Linked DNA regions of Mus musculus: region 2 is linked to region 1. Evidence: chromatin contacts called from public promoter capture Hi-C data. All regions are on one chromosome and are shown on one strand. The core of a region is the stretch at or near the end of the contact, and the rest is flanking DNA. Distances in the headings are between cores, read along the strand shown. Region 1 has its middle 25 kb from the start of Klf15. Region 2 overlaps Iqsec1 (IQ motif and Sec7 domain 1).

What was found. Promoter capture Hi-C pulls out the DNA fragments that hold promoters and counts their contacts.
Region 2: a promoter capture Hi-C map of liver shows a contact between it and region 1, with 2.2 times the contacts expected there. The contact joins two enhancer-like sites. A contact is called at or near these places in 1 of 39 promoter capture datasets (liver), 1 of 484 Hi-C or Micro-C datasets (myocytes) and 1 of 9 other capture datasets (adipose tissue).

The regions. Positions count from the first base shown.
Region 1 is chr6:90,484,072-90,491,161 of GRCm38.p6, forward strand. It overlaps a transcript of Klf15 not described here. Among named protein-coding and RNA genes, the nearest start is that of Klf15, 25 kb to the left of the region's middle. Within about 2 kb of position 3,705, at least 4 of the 459 cell types and tissues checked have an H3K27ac peak or open chromatin away from gene starts, as enhancers often do. A contact at or near this core is called in liver, where this site is marked.
Region 2 is chr6:90,702,242-90,709,331 of GRCm38.p6, forward strand. The region is part of intron 1 of Iqsec1 (IQ motif and Sec7 domain 1); the gene reads right to left. Among named protein-coding and RNA genes, the nearest start is that of Slc41a3, 100 kb to the left of the region's middle. Within about 2 kb of position 2,605, at least 110 of the 459 cell types and tissues checked have an H3K27ac peak or open chromatin away from gene starts, as enhancers often do. A contact at or near this core is called in liver, where this site is marked.

The DNA of each region.
Region 1 (7,090 bases), core at 2,455-4,954:
TCTCTTCAGCCCCACAATACACTTTCAATAATTCTCTGATCCAAGCAAAACATTAAGAAGGGGAAAATTAAGTCTTTTAAACTCAACTAAATGAAACCACATGAAACGTTATGGCTTGTTAGTAGAGGAAATTGATAGAGTTAAATGCTTACACTGGAATTGGAGAAATGGGCTCATATTAATGTTCTCACCTTTCACCTTAAGAACGTGTTGGTTGGGTGGGGGGGGGGTGGTAAATGAAGTCTGAGGAACTCTGAAGAAAGGAAGCAATAAAGCCCTCACTGGAAATCGTCACAGTGGAAGCAGGGACTTTGTGTGTGACTTTGTCCTTATCTCCTCTTCTAAGGACACCAGTCAGATTGGATTAGGATTGGGTGTATGTATGACACAATTTGACCTGTTGGTCGGTGGGTGGAGACTGCCTTCTATGTCTAGCTGGGTTCTTGTCCACCCTCCCTCCATTAATGGAGTGAACAGACAGTGGAGTAAAATTCTAAGACCCTTTGTGCCAGCAGGATGCCAGCTGAGATTCTATGAGTACCAGCTCTAAGGCCAGGGCAGGTTTGGGGGTGCCTAGGTGAGAGGTTGCTGATGCTACACTCCCCTGTGTTCTTGGCAGGCTTCAGGATGCCATCTTAGTGCAGTTCCTTGGAAATTATATCAGCAGGTCACCCATAGGAATAGCAGAAGCAGGTCTCTCATCTCCAGCAAGTCTCTGGTAGCTGGGGTAAGAGAATTGCCTGCAGCTCTATTTGCATCCCAGTGACTGGGTCCAGTGAGCTTGCTGCCCTGGGCTGAAGCCTCGGGTGTAGAAAGCCTTTGAGTCTGTCTCTGAAGACTCTTGAAGCAGAAACCATCAGGGAACTGGCAAAGCCAGGAAGCAAGATCTGAAGTCTTCCTTCCTAGGCAAAAATGGCTTGGATCCTCAGGATGGCCAAATTTATTGAGAAGCAGTTGAGCTGCGATTGGCTGAACGTGGGTTTATAAATAGGGTGGAAGATGGGGCCAAGGAGAGAAGAGCCTTACAACGGTCTGTTTCTGGCTGTTCTGTGTTGCTAGGGTAATCTTTCAGGCTTGGTCAAACTTGAGGCTGGGCTTGTCAAAAGCTGAAGCTTCCCCAAAGCTAGGGTTTTGTTTCTTCCACAGCTGCTGCCCACGGACAGCTACCAGCAGCCAGCTCTTCACCCCGGGGACTTGAACTTCAGCGTCTGATAATCCTACAGCAGGTAGGAAGCTCTGAATCAGGTGTGCCCCCCCCCAGCCCCTATTAATGGCCCCTATAAAAGAACCCAGCTAAAAATATAAGACAAGTTCTATGTTCTATGGTCCTGTGGTCACAGCCTCAACATACACTTCAACCAAAACTCCAAAGGTGTGACCCCTGGGACCCCTGCTGGCTTTTGTAATGGTTAGCTTAACCCACTGGACCATCTCAAGAACACTGAAGGATCGATCCACTGGCATCACGGGAAGCTGGTTGGCTGTGTCTGCTGCAGCTCGGTGTCATTCATGTGCCCGGCAGCACCTGAGCGCCCGGAAGATTGGAGGCTGCAGGAATCTTGTGAATAAAGGTGTCCTCATTCACTTCTGACCACTGACATGAGGTCCACAACACCGCCACAGCACCCGACCGAGTGGCTGCTTGGCATGGACTAACATGGCTTCTGTTGTGTTACAACCCTGAGTGTTGCCAGACACCTGAGGGAAAGCGCACAGGGATGGTGACCTGGGACAGCTCAGACAAACAGGGGCAGTCTCTTCTACTGTGTTCTGGTCACTAAGCTTCACCCATGTTCAAAGGAAGTAATGACAAGCCCACCCTAATTCCACTGCAGGAGGAGTTTGGGGGGCGTGGCGGGGCGGGGGCGCATGTTACACTGAGCATCTTAGGACAGGCATCCGTGTCCATCCTCCTCCTTCCTCGGAATTCACCTGGACTCTGTAAAGAGATGTGCCGTGATGAAGAACAGCTGTCACTAATAACCCCTCAGGGTGTGTTCTATCAGGTAACTATCCAAATTATCCAAAACAGATGCTCTTAACTGCAAACTTCGTCTTCATCCTGAAACCTTTGCTTTTGCCAACACTGAGGTCACAGAGCTTATTTTGAGCATGGCACGAAATGCCAATATCCGTACCACTGTGAACCCCAAGTCACCTCCAAGTCATCACAGGCGGCCCTCAGTTCATTCATCCGGGAGTCCAGAGGAGCTCACCTAAGGTTCACAGGAGCTGCATTCTGCAGGGTCCTGCTCGTGACCACGCCCACTTGTGCACCTAAATAAACTCCGGGAGGAGACCGCCCACTTCCAACTGCTTCCTTTGGCTTCTCTGTGTGCAACCAAGTTGTAGAACTGAGAAAGCCAGAAGGACATGGAGAGGGAGCCCCCAATTTCAGCTGCCCTGGAGGATCTCTGATCACACCGGAAGCTGTCCAGGATGCCAGCATGAGATGCCTGGGTAAGTAGTCTCGGGGGGAGGGGGGCAGAGCGCCCACTTCCGTAGGGCTCCTCCCTTACCCACCCCCATTTGCCCTTTTTGAATCAAGGGCTTTTGGGATCTTAGCTTGTTTTGTACTGGGGTTTGTGAAATTGGGTTTGGGGATCAAAGTTAATGTTTGCATGCAAGCTTGATAGAGATCAGTTCTGGAAACAATTGATTGTTGGTAATTTGTCCTGTGTGTGTGTGTGTGTGTGTGTGTGTGTTCAAATAATGATCAAATAACCAAAACCATAACATTTTTTGTACAAACCACTTTCCCACAACTGTTTACTGAGTATTTGGCCAAGTTTATATATGCCCACTCTGTGCATGTGGTGCCAGAAGAGCCCATCAGATCCTCTGGAGCTGGAGCTAACGATGACTGAGCCATCCAATGTGGGGTCTGGGGACCAGGCTCAGGTCCTCCACAGGAGCAGTGTGGGCTCTTAACTATCTTAACCACCAAGCCATCTCTCTATCCTTTTCTAAACCCCCTTGCTGGACATGAATTATAGTGTCCCCTCTCATTCTGTGGGTCTTTCATGGCCTTGATTGTTCGTCTTCTGGGGGAAAGATTTGGTTCCATATGTTCACATATCCTACAATGACCTTGTCCATCTTCCTCCCCAGCTGTGCCTCCACCCCCAGTTCCTAGAAATTCTACTTATTCATAAGTTTCCATGCATAAGAGGAAACATACCAAATGTGTCCTTGTATCTGGATTATTTTGCTTATCATGTCCTTTCCAGTTCTTGCTTTTCCTGCAAGTGAATATTGCATTCTTTTTTGTGGCTGACTGCACTGATTGCTCTCAGCAGCCAGAATACTTAAGAGAGGAACTTAACTGATGAAGGGTTCTGTGTGGCTCAGAGGATTCAGTCCATCATAGCAGGGAAGTGGGACAAAGCAACTCAAATCATGGTGGACCGGAAGCAGAGGAAGGAAGGGATTTCAGACCTGGTATGACCTTGCAAGGCATACATAAGTGACCCACATCTTCCAGCTAGGTTCCAGAATTCTTAAAGCCCCTCAAGAAAATGCCACCAGCTGGAGACTAAGTCTTTATAACATGAGCCTGTAGGGAGGTGTTTCATATTTGTGCTGGTTAGGTTTTTTGTTTGTCAACTTGAGGCAGCTAAGGTCATCTGGATGAAGAGAGAACCTGGAATGAGAAAATGCCCTCACCAGATTTGCCTGCAGACACATCTGTGTGGGCATTTTTTGATTACTGATTGATGTGGGAGGAGCAACCATGGGCAGTGCCGTTCCTGGACAGGTGGTTCTAGGTACTATAAGCAGGCTGAGCAAGCCTCCAGGTCTCTGCCCTGATTTCCCTAGGTAACAAACTTTGCCTGAACTGAAGAATTGAAACAAATTTATCTCCAAGTTGCTTTTGGTCAGTTTTTATCATAGCCATGGAACGCAAATCAGGACAATATTGAAAGCATAGCACTGGACAGAACTCCATTGTCTAAATAGAGCTTATCTTCATTTTTATCCATCTCTGTGCAGGTGCCTCTTCTCATTCCATAACTTAGCTACATAAGTAGAACACCAATACACATGGATACAAAGGCATCTCTTATATGCCGACCTCATTTCCTCTGGATAAATATCCAGAAGTGGGAGAGCCAAATCATATGATGGTTTTATTTTCAGTCTTTTGAGGGGTTTCCATATGGTTTTTCATAAAAACTATGTTCTACTTTACATTCCTGCCAGTGATGAATTGAGGAAGGATTCCTTTTGGTCCAGAATCTCATGGTAATTTTGATTTGTGTTTTCCTGATGGTGAGTGATACTGAGCCTGCTTGTATGTATTGGCCACCTGAATTTCATATTCTCAGAACAACTACCTCTCTGTCTGTGTGTCTGTCTCTGTGCATATGTGTATGACATAATTTCACTATGTAACACAGGCTGGCCTAGAACTCACAATCTTCTTGTGCCAACTTCCTGAACTGGAATTACACCGCACCTGGCAATTTGCCCATTTGTAACTGACTTACCTGTTTTGTTGTTAATGAGTTTTTGTAGTTCTTTATATATTCTATATATCAATGCTCCATCCTATGAGTATCTTGCAACCATCAGCTCTCTATGTTCTATCTCTTTATTGATTATTTCCTTGGATTTGAAGAAACTCTTTAATATAATCTGATTTGTCAGTTCTTGTTTTTGTTTTCTGTGTTTTTGAAACCCTTCTCAGAAAACTGTTGCTATGTCAATATTTTGAAGACTTTTCTCTTTGGTTTTCCCTGGTAGTTTTAGACAATGGGGTCTTACATTAATGTCTTTGTTCCATTTTGAGTTTACGTTGGCTTAGGGTAAGACATGGGGATCTGATTTCAACCTTGTGCATGTGGGTAGCCCGCAGCCCCAGTGCCTTGTATATGTACTTTTCTCTCTCTCCTCTTTTTTCCTTTCTTTCTTTCTTTCTTTCTTTCTTTCTTGTTTGTTTGTTTGTTTGTGTCTTTTTTTGAGATAGGGTTTCTCTGTGTGCATCCCTGGTTATCTTAGAACTTGCTCTGTAGAGCAGGCTGGCCTCAAACCCACAGGTCCACCTGCCTCTGCCTCTGCCTCTGCCTCTGCCTCTGCCTCTGCCTCTGCCTCTGCCTCTGCCTCTGCCTCTGCCTCTGCCTCTGCCTCTGCCTCTGCCTCTGCCTCTGCCTCTGCCTCTGCCTCCTGAGTGCTAGGATTAAAGGCATATGCCATCACTGTCCAGTGGTCTGTACTTTTCTTGTTTTGTTATGCCCTTGCCAAGTTGTGGTAACAGGGCAGAAGGAAGGCTCCTTTTGCAGAATAATTTTAGAAGTATTGTTGATAGCTTTTCTGCAAAATCCAGCAATGATAACATTGGGTCTGGGCTTTTCTTTGTTCACATAAATTCCAAGAGCTTTTAGTGATTATTTTAGAAAGTTGTATATTAATAAGATATAAAATTTAGAAGAAATGGACAAAATTCCGGGCATGTGCAATATAGCAAAGTTGAACCAAGAGGATTAAAAACCTTATACATGTCAATATCAAACAATGAGATCCAGTCCATCCATTATCTGGTTCAGTACTGTCTGCCTTCATAGACAATGTTCAGACTCTTCAGATGGCATCTCTTGTGTTTTCAGGACTTTGAAGATTAGAGAATCTGTTGGCTTCCTGTACGCCGAGATAATCAACTGATAAAGGGTTTAACTTGGCTCTTGATTTCAGAAGTTTCAGGCCATGATCAGCTGGTCTCATTGCAGAACAGGTCATCATGGCAAGGGCTGGCACTCTTGCCAGGAAATGAAAGAGGGGAAGAGGCCAGGGTCCCTCAGTCTCCTTCAAGGACTCGCCCCCAGTGCCATTCAGATCTGCCACTGTCTTAGTTTCTACTCTCTCCTAATTGTGCTGCCAAGCTGGAACCAAGTCTTTAAAGTAGGAAGTTCTGGCTGAATGTTCAACATCCAAACTAAACCAGAGAATGTAATAAAAGTCCCAAGGCCATGCCTGTAATCTAAAAGGTGGGTATCAGCCCCTGAGCAGAAGGCATCTCAGGAAGGCAGGGACTGACATCCATATTGTTTAAATATTTAACATGAAGTAAATATAAATGCACACAAACTTAATACAGAAAAAGCAGAAGTAGGATCATTGGCGTGTATTCGGGTTGAGGCCCACAACCCGTGAGCAGCACAGTGCCGGGCCTGTGCTGTGTTCCAAATGACACAGTGATCTTCTGAAGGCACCATCAGAAAGCTTCATCAGGGTGTTATTAAACATGGGAGTCACAATCTGTACCCAAAATCAGATACACCCGCTCGACCTCAATAAGCCTATTAAAAGACTGGGAAGCTGGAAATAGAGATTTTTTTTTTAAATGTGGTTACATTAGAAAGAGAACAGAGATCCATGGCAGGAACCTTTTCAAGTCCATCTTCCAGGTCCTGAAGTGAGATCAAAGTTTAAACAGAGACCAAGGATGTGCACATCTAAGCAGACCAGACAAGGTATAGTCCCCACCTCCCAACACACACACACACACACACACACACACACACACACCATTGAATGATCATTGTCTGGCCTTGAGTCTCATCCTGCAAGGAACTCTGACAAGCTGTTAGAGCTGTGAGAAATCTCTCTGGCAGAAAGCTCCCCTCTAGCTGCGACCCTTTCCTTCTCCCAAGATGAGATTCCATTGGAAATTCCCATTTTAGGGGAACCCATTGTTTCATAGATAGATTGAGAGACACAAGTATCTCTCTAGAATAGCTTCATTTCTGCCAGGCCTGTTACAAGGACACTGCAATAGGGATCCTGACCATCATGAGGGAGACACCGTCCCCATCCTGAAAGCAGCAAGGTAGAATCAGCAGATGGGAAATGACAGAGAGACTTCAGGAATAAGGGGGATTGTGGTCACACTCACCTAGGATAAATGCTGAAGCCAGGCCAGGAGGCCAGACATTACCTGGGGGTGGAGGATGAGGGACCCAGGAAAACATCGTTGAGGGTGAGCAGACACTGAGGGTAAGCTGGCTTCATTTCATCTTGCTAAAATTGCATTTTCACAAGTGCACAGATGGGTCTTGGAGTCAGTTCAGAATTCCAGCTAAAGCTTGGCCAA
Region 2 (7,090 bases), core at 1,355-3,854, 220 kb after region 1:
GTTCCCAAGTTTGCACTAATGAGGACACAGAAGACCCAACAACCCAGCAAGGCAGCAAGGCAGGAAGGCAGGAGCCCTCAGAGGCAGGAGGTGGAGCTATATTCTACTCCTCCCACCTCCAGGAGGGCAGCTTATCCTCTTGGCCATTCTCTTACACACATTTTCCCTTGCCCATCTGTTGGCACTTTTAAAGCAGAGCCAGTTCTGACCACTTGGCTGGCCTCCCTGCCACCAACCAAAGGACACTGCCCTTTGGCCTTTTAACATAGCCTCTCCTGTAGGTCCTTCAGAGCCTCCTATTACCTGACCCCTTCCTATAACAGCAGTGATATAATCAAAGCATATCTGCAACCTCATGGCACCTCACCTCCCACCCAGGTCTGGGAAATCATGTCATCACTATGACCCAGAAGGCTCACAAGATCTAGTCATGCCTCTTGCCCCATCTCCCCAGGACCCAAAGGATCACCAAGCTCAGTTTAATCCCACTAAGTCCTGGCTATTCATCTACAATCCAGCTCCTACCCAGGAATCTTTTTATATACTCTGAATGGCAGCTGCTTGCCCTGGTAGGGTGAGGAGGAGAAATGGGGGTTGGAGGTATATGTGGGAGACTGTGGCTAAGAAAGAAAATGAAAGATTGGGTGGGAGTCTAGGTATTGGACATCAGGCAGGGCAATGGTTCTGACATCGACACAGGGGACAGAGGCAGGAGGAGGGTGTTAGGAGGAGCTGCCAGAAGCATGGCTCTGAGCAGGGCTGGGCTCCCTTAGGTCTGTCAGCTGCCCACTCCTCCATACCACAACAATCCACAGCCTGAACCCTGCACTGGGCAGCTCAGGATCACTTTGGCCCATGCTTGTGATACAGAGTGGGGTCTAGGACTCATGGCTTCTGTGGTCAAAGGCATCCAGTGCACTTGGGAAACCTTGGGACTACTCTAGCACAACCCAACTACCACCTTCATGAGGATGCTGGCCTATCTCCAGTTTCACAGCTTTAATGACTTGCTACTGGTCCCAGCTGGAGACAGATACACTGCAGCCCTGCTCCAGCCCACAGCGTGTGGCATTCTCTGACTGCTCACACCAGACTGCCAGAAGCCACCTTTATATATGTAGAAAAATATGGGTCTCCAAACAATGGGCTTTTCAGAGCAGTGGCTATTTTTAGAGCTCTGCTTACCGAACTAACACTCAGCATTTCCCCAACTTGTCAGCTGCTGCCCAGAACCAGGCAGGCAGCAGGCGGCAGGAGGAGCAGAGGTCAGGATCTGGGGGCTTCTTGAGCCATTTGGGGGCCATTCTGGTGTGCAGGCACAGATGTCAGTTTGGGGTTGCCCCAGGCTAACAGGAGGCATGGCTAGCAGCCTGCCCATGTGCCCCACCCAGTTCAGCATGGAACCTGCCCTTCTGACAACTGTTCCTTTGTCCACTGTGTTCTGGGTTGGAGTTGTATATCCAGGATTGAATACCAGCTTTTTCTGAGCCTCAGTTTCCCTTCCTCATGTGAGGCAATACTGCCCCTCTGTAACAACACAGAGGAGTTGGTGAGAGTGTCTGGGAGCCCAGAGGGCAGGCTAAGCAGGAACTGTTTCCTCAGTGACCTGGGCAGCTGACCTCACTGTCTGTTCATCAGTCCATCACCACAGGGAAGGAAGAAAGGGCTCCATGTCCCTTGACCCAGACCCCGCAGCTAGGCTCTCACAGTGTCCTGTCCTGTCAACAACATGTTCTAGAAGGCTGGTCATCCTTCCGGCCTCTGAGCCAGCCCTCCCTCCCACTGTAGGCAGGAGTGGTGGGTACATGGGGTGGGACAGTGAGGCAGAGTGGACTGTCCCCTGGCTCTGATTGAGTGGCTTGCTCCCATAGAGCTCTGAGGATCAACCTAGGCTTTGAGCCAGCCCCAGACAATGAAACCATCTACAACCCCATCAAAAGGAACACAAGGGTCTGGCTATGCACAAACAGTCCCTAACCCAGGGAGAGGGAAGGTCTGGCACCCATGTGAACAATGCAGGTGTCTTGGGAGCCTAGCCATGAGCCCCTATCAGCAGCACACAGGAGTGAGAAAAGTAACACCTACAGTTACCATGCTTGGTCTCTCCCCAGGAGAGCATCATTAGAGGGCAGAGGTATCCATCTGCTCACAAGGCAACCCCAGTACCCAAATAGGGCTGGTCACAGCAGGTGAAATAGCTAAATGATGCTGATAGTGAAGGACTTGAATAAGTGGGACCAGCTCTTTTGACCCAGAATCCAGTGAACAGGCAGGGTCAAAGTCACACAGAGGTCAGAAAGGACAAGGATATGGTCTGGTGCTGTCTCCCTCCACCACCCACTGTCTCTCATGGGTGAGAGGCCTGTAAGAGGGAGGCAAGCCTATGTGTGGAAATGCCATAGACTCCACATAGGCATAAACTCATCACATCATAGCATACTTCTTGGGGCTCAACTCACCAGGTATGGAGGACAATGCAGAAGCACCCTTTTGGACACACTGGGATCAGCTTCAGGGCCACTTCTCACAAACCCAGGATGCCTCTAGAAGCTATGCCTTGGCAGGCCAGACAAAGGCAATAGGAGCAGAGTTCCTGCCTGACACAGGCTGGCAACCCACACCCTCACTCGGGAAGAAAGCCAGCTGGCAAAGGGGACAGGAGGCTCTGGGGGTGGGGGGTGGGGGCAGAAGCAAACACCCTGCAATCAAGCCCAGCCAGACCTCAGTCTGGCAAGGTGTCATTCACACAGTCACCACTATCATTCTGCAGAACACCCCATCATGCCTGAGGATGCTGCCCCACATCCCAAGACAAGAGTTCCAAACAGGTCTAAACTCAGGAAAGCTTACATTAATGGCCCACTGTGGGCAGCCTTTCCAGAGCTTCTAGACCAAGGCAAGGATAAGGGTAAGATCGATCCACCTGGCTAGGAGGCTGGGCAGTCCCTGCTCATAGGAAGGCTCTGAGAGCACAGGGCTCTTATTCCAGCACAGATTGGCAGTATGATGTGTGGTTTCCCACAATGTTTTGTACTAAAAATTAGAATAAACTAGGCATGGTGCTACAATGCCTATATCTCAGCACTTGGGAGTCTGAAGCAGAAGGACCACAAGTTCAAGGCCAGCCTGGGCAAAAACAGTGAGCTCTTGTCTCAAAACCAACCAACCAACCAACCAACCAATGGGTGAACCAAATAAACAAAGGAAAACAAAGAGTAAGTTGGCACTACTTTAACATCCAGAGATTGGATACAATTCTGACTTCTGAGAGGGGACAACCGCTAAGAACCCAGCCACCTGGGCCTACAACCCAGGGGTAGAAACCACAGCAAGCTCTAGAGCGCTTATACTTATCTCTGCCACAGTGCCCACCGATCTCATCACTTACACAGCCTTCAACTCCTCTCACACATGCCCTTCCTGTCTGTTGAGGAGATCTGTATATGGCTGAAATTCAAGGCCCACTCCTCATTCCCAAGAAGCCTCATTTAGAAGGCAGAGTCACCAGGGAATGGCTCTACAGGAACGGTGGGGAGCTGAGGCCTTGCCCTCGGTGGGTCCTCATCAGACTCCACAAAGGTCACCTCATTATACTGACCACAGCCCATTCATAGTAGGTCATGAGAACCACCATGCCTCTGTCAGGACAGAATGTAAGAAGTCACCAGATGGCAGTATTTACTTCAAACCATCAGGGTGTCTTGCCCTGTCCACTGAGAATGCCAGCCCTGGTTTAGGATGACATCTCATGGATGGAGAGGTACCCAGGGCTGAGCTGGTGAAGTGCTGCATAACCCGAGGCAAGTGACCACACCTCTCTGTGCTCATGTTGACTAGTGCCCCTAACTACTGGGAACATGCAGTCAAGACAAGCCTTGCAAATAAATAAAAAGAAAAAAAAAAAAAAAAAAAAAAGACAAGCCTTGCCAACAATAGTTCACACACTGGGCTATCCAGCCCTAGGCCACTGACTAGAGAAGGGTTTATCCTAGGGCTCTGTTCCACTTGTCCAGGAGAGAAAGGGGACACGACATGTCCAGGAGAGAAAGGGGACACGACAAATGCTCCCATGCCGCCGCCCAGCTGCACCCTTGATGCCTCTGGAGCCAGACACATCTTGGAGAGCTGGGAAGGCTCTGTTCACTCCAAATCACTCCTTGCTGGGTCCAGGAGCAAAGTTCCCCATAGTTGCCTCTATGTTCTTATCTAGCTTTCCCCCTTTCCTCTCTTCTTGCTTTCATGGACCACTCCCTGCAGTCCGCCCTCTGCCAACTTACCCCAGCTAGCAGGGCGGCTCTTGTTGGTTTTGAATGCACAAAGATGACCAGAAGCTTCCGACCCTGGGGCTTGCTCGGAAAGATTTTTCAGAATACACATACACACACAGAGCCAAAAAATCTTCCCGGCTGAGCCAAATTAAATACAGAGTCCTCTAGTTATTTCCATACGCGCAAAATGGACTTAAATAAAGCAGCTCTCTGTGGTAGGCTCCAGCAGACAGGGCCAGGCTGGGTCCAGGGACACCCCAGGAAGGCCGGGGGGAGGCACAGGCTGGGCATGCAGCCCTGGGGAGTATGGGCTGCGCCAGGGAGAAAGAGGCCTGTGTGACAGGCAGCCTCTTAGCCTACCCTGCCGCCAGGAGTACACAAATAGATGGCAGAAGTGGGCAGAAAGCTCAGTAAACTACTCCTGCCCCACCTGACACATGGGCAGTTCACCATAGTTAGTTAGAACTGATACACAGTGACCTCCAGCACCTACAAGGAGGAGTACCTGGATACTGGAATTGGTAAACTTCTAAAGACATGTTGGTTGTCTTTCTTCCCATTTTGTGGAGGAAGAAACCATGATACAGAGAAGTAAAAACATAACCAAGGCCATAGGCTTTGCAGAAGAAAGGGAGACTGTGTCAACTGGGATGTAAACCACCTCAAGATGAGGCTACCCCTTGTTCCCTGCCTAAGTCACCTGAGTCCCTCTGGGGCCAGCCCACTACTGCATGCCACTCAGGGCAGAGCAGCCAGCAGAACCTTATACTGCATTTTCAGTCCCCTGAGATCCTCACGTGACTGCAAGTCCTGGACACCGCCCATGACTCTCCACGTCACTGGTACACAAGGCCCTCTCCCAGTGACTGCATACTCTTCAGGCAGGGATTATGACCACAGACTGGGGTCTCTGTGGGCCTGTACTTCTCAGCCATAAAGTAGGAATGCCAGTCAGGTGCAGTGGCACATGCCTTTAATTCCAGCACTTAGGAGGCAGAGGCAGGTGGACTGTACACATGTCGGTGACTGCAAGGCCGGCCTGTTCAACACAGTGAGCTCCAGGACAGCCAGAGCTATGCAATAAGACCCTATCTCCAAAACAAAACAAAACAAAACAAAACAAAACAAAACAACGTGGGAATGACCACACAGGGCTTAAAGATGACAGATCCACAATCCTTAACTGGGTCCTGGAGGCCTTGAGGTGCTTCTAGGAGTCTTGTCCTTGCATCACACCCTGGCAATAGGTGAGAGGTGATGAACAGGCGGAGGGCCAAGGAGGGGATCACCCTGTGGAAGCAGCAGCATCCACACCCAGGGTGGAGGTGGAAGTCTGACCTAAGAATGCTCTCTGTACTGAGACAGAGACAGAGGCAATTTGGGTCTTTTCTAACCAAACTTGATTGAGTCCTGTCTCTTATGTGCCAAGAACTGTGGTAGGCATCAAGGTTAGTCATGAGACATTTATAATAATGACAACAACTAACATCTGCACACCTACTATGTGTCAGTCTCATTATTAGGGACCCATTACTATATCCTAGGCTCCAAACACAGCACTGAGAGCTAGCCAACTCCCAAAAGTGCAGGTCAAGGGAGGTGTCAAGAGAGCCTTAGTAGGACAAACTCAGACAGTGAGGAGCAGTAAAGTTGGAAAAGGGACAGAAAAATTCTCCAGGGAGAAGTGTGGTGTTAGCTACTGAAGTTGGGCCTGGGATGAAGTGGAACAAGAAACTATGGATAAAGGAGAAAGGGGCTGAGCTAAGGACTCTGACACTGAATGGCAGCATGTCAAAGGAAACAGTGGGCTAAGCTAAAGAAAACAAGGGGAGAGAGGCAAAAGTCACAGCCTGACTCACAGCATGCTACACTCATCTGAGAACCAGAGTGAACAGATCTCATGGGAGAGGCCAAGAGCCCATTTCTATGGCCTCACTCTCTGAGGTCCTAAGGTGACAGAGAAACTAGTCTTATACACAACTGATGAGTGAGCCCCAGCACAGCCTCTTCCAAACATCAGGCATCCCAAATGGTATCAGTGTATTACTAACTGGGAGCCAGCCCAAGCCCAAAATTCTTAGAATAGCCAGCATGGCCAGGGGCTGTACAAAACACCCACCACAAGGACAGCATATCTCCAAGGCCAGGATAAGGGTGACCATGAGACAGGTCCCAGATTCAAAATCAGAGGGATTTGCTTGAAAATAGTAGATAGTAATAAAATGAGATACTCATGGGATTCACTAATTCTCTACTTCTGTGGGCATTTGAAATTTTCTGTAATGGGCTTGGAGATATGGCTCAGCAGTTAATACTTGCTGTTCCTACAGAAGAAATGAGTTTGATTTCTAGCACCCACATGGAAACTTACAAAACCAGTTCTAAGAAAACCAATGCCCTTTTCTGGCCTCCTTGGGTACTTGATACACATATACTGCATATACGTACATGCAGGCAAACACTTATATACACATAAAAATAAATATTTTTTAAAAGAAAAATTTCCTATAAAAAAGGCTAAGTTAAAGGATTTGCTATTTATATACGGACTCTTGCCCTCTGGGTGCATTTTGCTTCAAAACAGAACTCAAAAGTACATATACTTAAGCCCTGACTGCACAGTCAGGCCCAGAGTGGCTCTCAGCAAGCCAGTGTGGCTACATAGCCTGCTTCCTTCAGCAAAGAGCCGTTCCCCATTCCCAATTCCACCAGGACTTACTCTTGGAGACCCACTGGGAAATTATACCATGACCCAGTGTGATGACTGGACTCAAGCATTTTAGCAGGAACCACCGAATGTCTAGCTGGCACTGAACTCCCAC